2 separate regions of the Mus musculus genome follow, and region 2 is linked to region 1. A link is a contact called in public Hi-C data. All regions are on one chromosome and are shown on one strand. Each heading gives the region's core, a stretch centred on a gene start, on an enhancer-like site or on the middle of the called end of the contact. The rest is flanking DNA. Distances are from core to core; before and after follow the strand shown. Region 1 has its middle 32 kb from the start of Eya2. Region 2 overlaps Eya2 (EYA transcriptional coactivator and phosphatase 2).

Region 1 (4,149 bases), core at 665-3,164:
TGGGTTTGTCTGAGGGAGGAAGCTGACTGTGCTCACCCACTGGGGTGGCTATCTGGGTAACCCCCAGGTCTTCAATAAACTACATGTCCCAAAGATTTGTGACATGCTCAGATGTCAGGGTCTGGGGTCGTGGGGGGATGGCTCAGTGGGTAAAGAGCTCTGCGTGCGACAGTAAGGGATACAAATACCCAGAATCCATGTAGAAACCAGAAACTACAGCTTGAGTCCACAATCCTGGCATTTCCACGGGGAGACCGGAGACTGAGGCAGGAGACTCCCTGGAAGTTCACAGGCCATCCTGGTGTAGGCAGTGAGAAAAAAAAAATAACAAGGAGCCCCAGCACTGACTGAGCCACACGGCTGTCCTCTGACTTCCCCATGCGTGTGTGGCCTGTGTGTGCCACAAACATCGACGTACAAACATACACCATACACAAAGATTTTTTTTAAAGTGTGCTTGGATTTTGAAGTTTTCATTTGATTCTGGGTTTTCATGGCAGCTTTTTTTTCCCCCTGAGCCATGGAAGACTGGGGGAGAACAAAAACACCCACTTGTCGTCAGCCTCGGGCAGGGGCACGATGCAAGGGGCTGTTCCTTCTTCTGTAGAATGGTATGGGAAGGTACCCTGCAGGGTTCCAAGGAGGACTGAGTGAGTTAGAACATCGGGGCTGGTTGGGAGCATTTGTATCACCGTTGACACTCAGCTCTGCTCAGCCCGTCCCATGTCTCCAGAAACACTGGGCTGCATTAATAAAGGCCATGAAAGGACCTTAGAGACGCTTTGTTACCCCTTCTCTGCCAGCCCTCTGAGCCTGAGACCATGACTAACGTGCCTTAGTTCCAGGCTCTAGGCTGGCTCAGAGCAGTGGCTGGGCAAAGAATGAAAAAGTGGTCTCTGGGATGGTGGGGGGTGGGGGTGGGGGTGGGGCACAGGTAAGAGGAAGTAGTGTGAGATCATTGGGGAGACGGAGGACTAGTCCCCTGGGATTCACTTTCCTTGGCATGTGACAGCTTCGTGGGTTGTCAACCCAGAATTAAAAGGCTTTCTCATAACGAGGCTTGGACAGTTCAGATCTGAAATAAGCCCGGGGGTATCCTGAGCTACCACAGTAGTGCAAGCAAAGGAGTTGTCTCTATGTCTCTATGAGGACAGAACCCAGACCGGGTAGACAGCCAGTTCGGGTCTCCCTAAGAAAGAGCTACAGCAGAGAGGGAGAGCAAGATCTTTAACCCCGGAGTCGGAGTCGCCTGAAAATGGAGCCGGCTGCTGTCAGAGGCAGGTGTAAACCTTTGGACCTGCAAACTGGCAGGATTTGGCCTTTGTGCTGGCATTTTTGAGTCTGAGGCCAAAAAGAAAAAGTGTGTGGTGTCTAAGGTGTGTGTGTGTGTGTGTGTGTGTCTGTCTGTCTGTCTGTCTGTCTGTCTGTCTGTCTGCAATTCCAGTACTCAGAGGAAGACTGAGGAAGGAGGGTCACCTTGAACTCACGGCCAGCGTAAACTACACAAACTACATAGTATTCTAGATACTGGAAATCCAGCCAGAGTTTAGTGCACACTAGGTAAACCATCTGTCCACTATACAACATGCCCAGGCCACTTAAGCTATTTTCCCCATGGCTGTGTGTTTGTGTGTTGTAGAGAACACATTTTCCAGTCAATCCCCAGTTGTAGACATTTGGATGACCTAGTTACTAGCCAGGACTGGTCCCACTTTGTGCAGGGAAATGGTGGCCAGGGATGAGGAAGGCACAGAGAGGCGAGGTGTAGGCTGCGGGCGGGGCGTGGTCTGCGGGCCCCTAAGGTCACTGACTCCTGGCATCGCACCGGCTTCGGCGTCCTCAGTGGGGTTTCGGGTGCCTGCTGCCGCGGGCGATACCATCTGCGCCGCGCAGGTGTGCCCGGGACCTGCCCAACCTGGGGCACTGGAAACACTGCACCGATTGTGACTCCGCGCACCCGCCGGGCAGCTGCGCCCGGGGCTGCCATCTGTGCACGCGGGCGACTCAGGGCGGCGGGGACGCGCCCTCCTGGGCCCCATTCAAGCGCTGCCAAGGTCTAATTGATGAGAAATGTCCCCAGCAGGTGCGAACCTGTCTCCGGAGGCGGCGCCCGGGAAGCGGCGGCTGCTTCTCCGGGAGCGCAGCTGTCGCGGGGTCATTACCGCAGCGGCGTCCCCCGGGCATTCCAGGAAGCCCGAAAGCCCGGGTGGGCGTGGAGGCTGGGGCGGGGAGGGAACCCCCACCTCCTACTGCCCTCCCATAACCTCCTGCCAAGATATACGGGTTTGGAGGTTTCCTTTAGATCCTGGCAGGAGACACCAGCCAATGGAGCCCTATCAGACCAGCACAGCAACAAGTGGTGACTCCTCCGAGGACTCTCAGGTCTCCCTGCCCCCGAAAGGACTTTCAGAGGTGTTGAGTGACCCTTCTACTCCGGGTAGTTTCTTTTCCTATGTTTTGCAGTGTTGGGAGCAGTGTTCAACCCGGAGCCTCAAGCACGTTGGACAACAGCTTTGCTTCCGAACCCCATTCCCATCTTTTTTTTTTTTTTTTTTTTTTTTTTGAGATAGGGTCTTTTCTGTATAGCCCTGGCTCTCCTGGAGCTCACTTTGTAGACCAGGCTGGTCTCAACTCAGAAATCTGCCTGCCTCTGACTCCCGAGTGCTGGGATTAAAGGCGTGCGCCACCACGCCCGGCTTCCATCCATTTTTAATTTTTATAGAGAGATAGAGTCTTGCCAAGTTACTCTAAACTAGGACCTGAGGTCAGTGCTGAAGGGTAAGCAATACTTGAACTTTCCATCCTCCTGCCTCAGCCTCCATGAGTGACCTTAAACTCCTGGTTCTCTTGCTTCCACCTCTCAGTGCTGAGATCTCAGGTATGCACCCGCATCATCAGGCACAGTTTATGCAGGGTTGGGGATAGAACCCAAGGGTTGTGTGTGTAGCAGACAAGCACCCTACCAACTGAACTAGCACAGCTGGTCTAGTTGGGGGTCCGTTGGATCTCTGAGGCTTGGGTCCACTGTTCTCTCTTTTTTTTTTTTTTTTTTATAAAGGCAACTGATTCTTTTTTTTTTAAGATTTATTTATTTATTATATGTAAGTACACTGTAGCTGTCTTCAGACACTCCAGAAGAGGGCGTCAGATCTTGTTACAGATGGTTGTGAGCCACCATGTGGTTGCTGGGATTTGAACTCTGGACCTTCAGAAGAGCAGTCGGGTGCTCTTACCCACTGAGCCATCTCGCCAGCCCGGGTCCACTGTTCTTAAGACAATGACTTGTGAAAACATTGTTGACCGCAATCACCAATAGCAATGACCCCAACGACATGCCCCATGCCTCTTGTGACCTTCTGTCATTAGGGTCAGGATCTCAAGACAAGATCATTCTAGATCAGAACAGCCCTAAGAACCATGATGGCTTCCTGTGGAGACACCAAGGGTGATATTCAGAGAGCCAGGGAAACGATCAGCAGGGGCAAAGGCAGGCATTAGGGCGATGTTGCCAGGAGCCTGGGATTGGCAAGCGATGATGGAGGGGCAGGAAGGCTCTTTCCCTAGAGCCTTTGGAGGAAGCATTGGCCTGCTGACTCCCATCTGGACACTCGGGTCTCTGGAACCATGATGAAGTATTTCTGGCGTTTCAAGCCGTCAAGCTTATAGTGGCTTGTTGCTGTAGCTGAAGAAACAAATACCCCTCTGTGGTTTGAGACTGACCCACTCCCCAGCCACCCCCACTCCCCCCCCCCCACACACAGCTGGTGCTCCTGGTTTAAGAGTCCCTGGAATCCTTGGGAAGTGGAGCCTGGCCACCGGAAGTAGGTCACTGGAGGCTTCTGGATGTGGCCCGAACCGTGTCTCCTCTATTGAGACACTGTGTGACTTCTCTACTGTTGTTCGTGCCACCGTGAGCTCCACCATGCCTTGCCCCTGCCACCGTGAGCTCTGCCATGTCTTGCCCCCACTGTGGGCTGAAGCCGAAGCCAAATCAACTGCTCCTTTGTTATTTCTTTACAGCAACAAGAAAATAATTGTGACCCCCCAACCCCCAGGCAGAAGCCAGGGTGTTTTCTCTCTTTGGGGTGCTCTGGCCAGGATCTGTAGGGCGAAATGGAAAAAAGGGTCCAAGACCCACCAGGAGACAGA
Region 2 (4,149 bases), core at 672-3,171, 140 kb before region 1:
AGAAGGGGACCAAGCACTGTCCCTGGAAACAGCACTCATTACAATACTGTGGTTTTGACACAGCACCTGGGTGCTCTGTTTGGTTACAGTTCCTAGGGTTCTATCCCTGGGAGTGAAACTCACAGAAGGTCCTGACACATTCCGCAGCAACTTGGAGGGCAGTGTCCATGGTCACAAGGAGGCTTGCAGGCCAGTGGCAAATCCCAAGGGACAGCATGCTGCAGCTACTCTAGACTCTTGGGAGAGGTTTTTGACACAGGCAGATGGGGGCCACCATCAGGCCTGTGACTGAATGCAGACGTTGGTCCCCACTCCTTTTGGGCACAGCAGATAGTACAGACATGACAGCAGGTGGCCTGGTACCAATTAAACCTTATTTGTGGGCCCGCGATGCTAGAGTTTCCTATCATTTTTCTTGCTAGGAAGTATCATTCTAAACAAAAATTCTCTCAGCCATCTGGACGTTGTTACCTTATAAGCCACAGAGACACAGGATGGACAGGTGGCAGCTAGGAGACAGACAGGCGGCAGCTAGCTTGTGTCTAGAGCAGAAAGGGATCGCCTTTTTAAAACTTGGGCTGGAGAGATGGCTCAGTGGTTAAGAACGTGGGCTGCTTTTCCAGAGGACCTGAGTTTGTTTTGCAGATCCTGCATGGTGGGTTGATAACCATTCTTATTTCCAGCTCTGGAGCCATCAAGTGCCCTCTTCTCACCTCCAAGGGTACTAGACACACTGGTAGTGCACTGACCATATATGCAGACAGAGCATCCACACACATAAAACAAATGATAAGATAGTTTTAAAAAATAATAAACTTGGTGAGGGGAGGGACTTGGAGAAGTGAAGGGAGGGGAAACTGCAGTCAGGATGTAATGTATGAGAGAAGACTAAAAGGTAGAACAACAACAACAACAACAACAACAACAACAACAACAACACGATGTGGGCTCCTCTCTCCCTCCTTCCTCCTTTGCTAGGCACTGGACCCAGGACCTCATGCACATTCTGCAAGTGAGATGCATCCCAGCCCACCACTGCCTTCTTATGTCTTATTTCTAGAAGTCTCCATACTCATTTTTTTAAAAGGAAGATTTATTATTATACACAAGTACACTGTAGCTGTCTTTAGATGAGCCAGAAGAGGGCATCAGATCTCATTACGGATGGTTGTGAGCCACCATGTGGTTGCTGGGATTTGAACTCAGGACCTTCGGTAGAGCAGATGGTGCTCTTACCCACTGAGCCATCTCGCCAGCCCTCCATACTCATTTTTAAGAGGCTGGTAGGAGACAGTGCTACCTGAGGCTTCCCTGCAGGGGTGGAGAGGAGTCCCAAGCTTAGCAAAAGGGCACACACACACACACACGCACACGCACACGCACACACACACACACACGCACATGCACACACATGCATACACGCACACAAATGCACACACACTTGCACATGCACACATATACACATATACATGCATGCACACACATGTATGCACACATACACATGCACACACACATGCACGTGCACGCACACACACACACACACACACACACACACACACACATGTCCCTTTAGGTAGCTTTGTCCTTTCTGCCCGTGTTCCAGGAGCACTACCACAGACAGAAAAGCCCATTTATCCACCTATAAGTTGTGGCTCATGAGGCTGGGAACACAGAGACCCTGTTTACCTCTGATGGCCCTCCTGCCTTAGGCTACAGGACACACATGTCCTCTAGTCTGGGTCAGGATTGGATTGCTTCTGAGCCCTCCTTTGCTCCTCTGGGGCGTGGGTGGTTCTCATTCCTGGCTGCTGCAGCTCCCCACCCCCACCCACAACCTCCAACTGCTCTCCCCAGTCCAGTCCTATCTCCCAGAGGATTCATTACACTGAGGTCCTTGCTGGGACCCATGAAGCGCTGAACCATGTCCTCCTAACCCAAGCCCCCTAGAATGTGCCCTTGTGTGGAAAGAGTCATAGCAGCTGTGACTGGGATAAGGAGTGGGAGAGGCTGCTGGGTAGGTATGGGACCTTAAACAGAGGAATCCTCCTTAGGAGAGGAGGAAAAAGGCACCCTGAGGGGAATCCCACAGGGCAACGGGGAGGGCTGGGGGAGGGGCAGGGAGCAGCCCCGTGGCTTTCCAGTTGGGACCCTCCTATAACGCACTCAATACTTTTGGCCTCCAGAACCACACAGAAATGACCCCGGGGTTGTCTCAAGCCTCTTAGGTTGCAACACTTGCTGCAGTGGCTTGGGAAAGTACCAGAGAGCCTGACTTGACTGTCCTCCAGCCCTGTCTGCCTTCCTGGCTGCACAGATAGGCTCCTCCTGGTCCATCCCCCCAGCCTCACCGACTTCCTCAGTCCTTGCCATGATGACTCTGCCATTCCTCAGCCCCCAAGTGCACGTCACCTTTGCAGGGGCTGTTCCCTGTCTGGAATGCCCTTCCCTGTACCTTCCCGTAGGACACATCTGCTGCCCTTTACCCAGGCCTCTCTGGTCCCAATAGCTTCTCATTCTACCCCTAACTCTGCTTTTCTCTGTGACCCTATGGTCATCTGAAACACTAGGAATTTGTGTTTAATAATAATAATAATAATAACAATAACAATAACAACAACAACAGGAGATAACTCAGTAAGATACCTGCGTATAAGGATCTGAGTTCGAATCCCCAGCACATGTAAAAGCCAGGCATGGTGTTACATGCCTGTAATATCTGAGGCCTAGAGGTTCTGTGGAGCCCACTGGCCTGCCAGCCTAGTTAAATCAGTTAGCTCTCTGGTCCAGGGAGAGACCCTGATTCAGAAAAATAAAGTTGACAGTGTCTGGAGACAACCTGCCGTTGACCTCTGCCCTCCTCACAGGCATGCGCACACGTGTTCATGCCATACAAACATGTATAGATGCCAAAGTCAAAAGAAGACCACTATAAGCCTCTGCCTGTTAGACGAACGCACCAGAGGGCAGGACGATGCTGACAACCTGTTTTGTCAGAACTGCAGTGGCTGCTATGGTCAGTACTTTCTGGGTGATAACTATGGTCATTAGAGAGTAAGATCCCTCACCCCCAACACAAACACGCACACGCACACGCACATGCACACATACATGCACACAACCAGTTCTTGTTGCTGGAACCTGTGACTGCATGGGCTATGTGGAAAAAGGGGCTAAGGCCAAAGATGACATTGAAAGTCAGTTGTCAGCTAATTAGGCCGGTGCCCTGGATTGTCTAGGTGAGCTTCATGGGGTCACAAAAGCCTTAAAAAGTGGTGGAAGTAGAAAGAAGGTTCGGAGACATGACCAATAGGAGAACACAGTAAGTCCAAGCAAGCCAGACTCACTCTGCTGACCTGGTATGCACAGAGAGGGGACCCAAGCCTAAGTTAGGAGTCCATTAACAACTCCAGGGATCTGCCCACCCTGCTCTGCACACAGTCAGCCTGCCCTGCCCACAGTCAGACTGCTCTGCACACAGTCAGCCTGCCCTGCCCACAGTCAGACTGCTCTGCACACAGCCAGCCTGCCCTGCCCACAGCCAGCCTGCCCTGCCCACAGTCAGACTGCTCTGCCCACAGCCAGCCTGCCCTGCCCACAGTCAGCCTGCCCTGCCCACAGTCAGCCTGCTCTGCCCACAGTCAGCCTGCCCTGCCCACAGCCAGCCCGCCCTGCCCACAGTCAGCCCGCCCTGCCCACAGCCAGCCTGCCCTGCCCACAGCCAGCCTGCCCTGCCCACAGTCAGCCTGCTCTGCCCACAGTCAGCCTGCTCTGCACACAGTCAGCCTGCCCTGCCCACAGCCAGCCTGCCCTGCCCACAGCCAGCCTGCCCTGCCCACAGTCAGCCTGCTCTGCACACAGCCAGCCTGCCCTGCCCACAGTCAGCTTGCTCTGTACACAGCCAGCCTGCTCTGCACACAGCCAGCCTGCTCTGCACACAGCTAGCCTGCCCTGCCCACAGTCAGCCTGCTCTGCACACAGCCAGCCTGCTCTGCACACAGCCAGCCTGCCTTGCACACAGCCAGTCTGCCCTGCCCACAGCCAGCCTGCCCTGCCCACAGCCAGCCTGCTCTGCACACAGTCAGCCTGTTCTGCACACAGTCAGCCTGCTCTGCACACAGCCAGCCTGCTCTGCACACAGCCAGCCTGCTC

Evidence for each region. Hi-C and Micro-C count contacts between places; a contact is called where the count stands out from the background.
Region 2: a contact with region 1 is called in a Hi-C map of nephron progenitors, with 2.3 times the contacts expected there. The contact joins two enhancer-like sites. A contact is called at or near these places in 2 of 484 Hi-C or Micro-C datasets (cranial neural crest and nephron progenitors), 9 of 115 datasets of contacts at active chromatin or transcription factors (craniofacial prominence, embryonic basal ganglia, embryonic limb bud and 5 more) and 2 of 9 other capture datasets (adipose tissue and embryonic stem cells).

The regions. Positions count from the first base shown.
Region 1 is chr2:165,561,451-165,565,599 of GRCm38.p6, reverse strand. No RefSeq gene overlaps it. Among named protein-coding and RNA genes, the nearest start is that of Eya2, 32 kb to the left of the region's middle. Within about 2 kb of position 1,914, at least 63 of the 459 cell types and tissues checked have an H3K27ac peak or open chromatin away from gene starts, as enhancers often do. A contact at or near this core is called in nephron progenitors, where this site is marked.
Region 2 is chr2:165,701,358-165,705,506 of GRCm38.p6, reverse strand. The region is part of intron 5 of Eya2 (EYA transcriptional coactivator and phosphatase 2); the gene reads right to left. Among named protein-coding and RNA genes, the nearest start is that of Gm29993, 28 kb to the left of the region's middle. Within about 2 kb of position 1,921, at least 8 of the 459 cell types and tissues checked have an H3K27ac peak or open chromatin away from gene starts, as enhancers often do. A contact at or near this core is called in nephron progenitors, where this site is marked.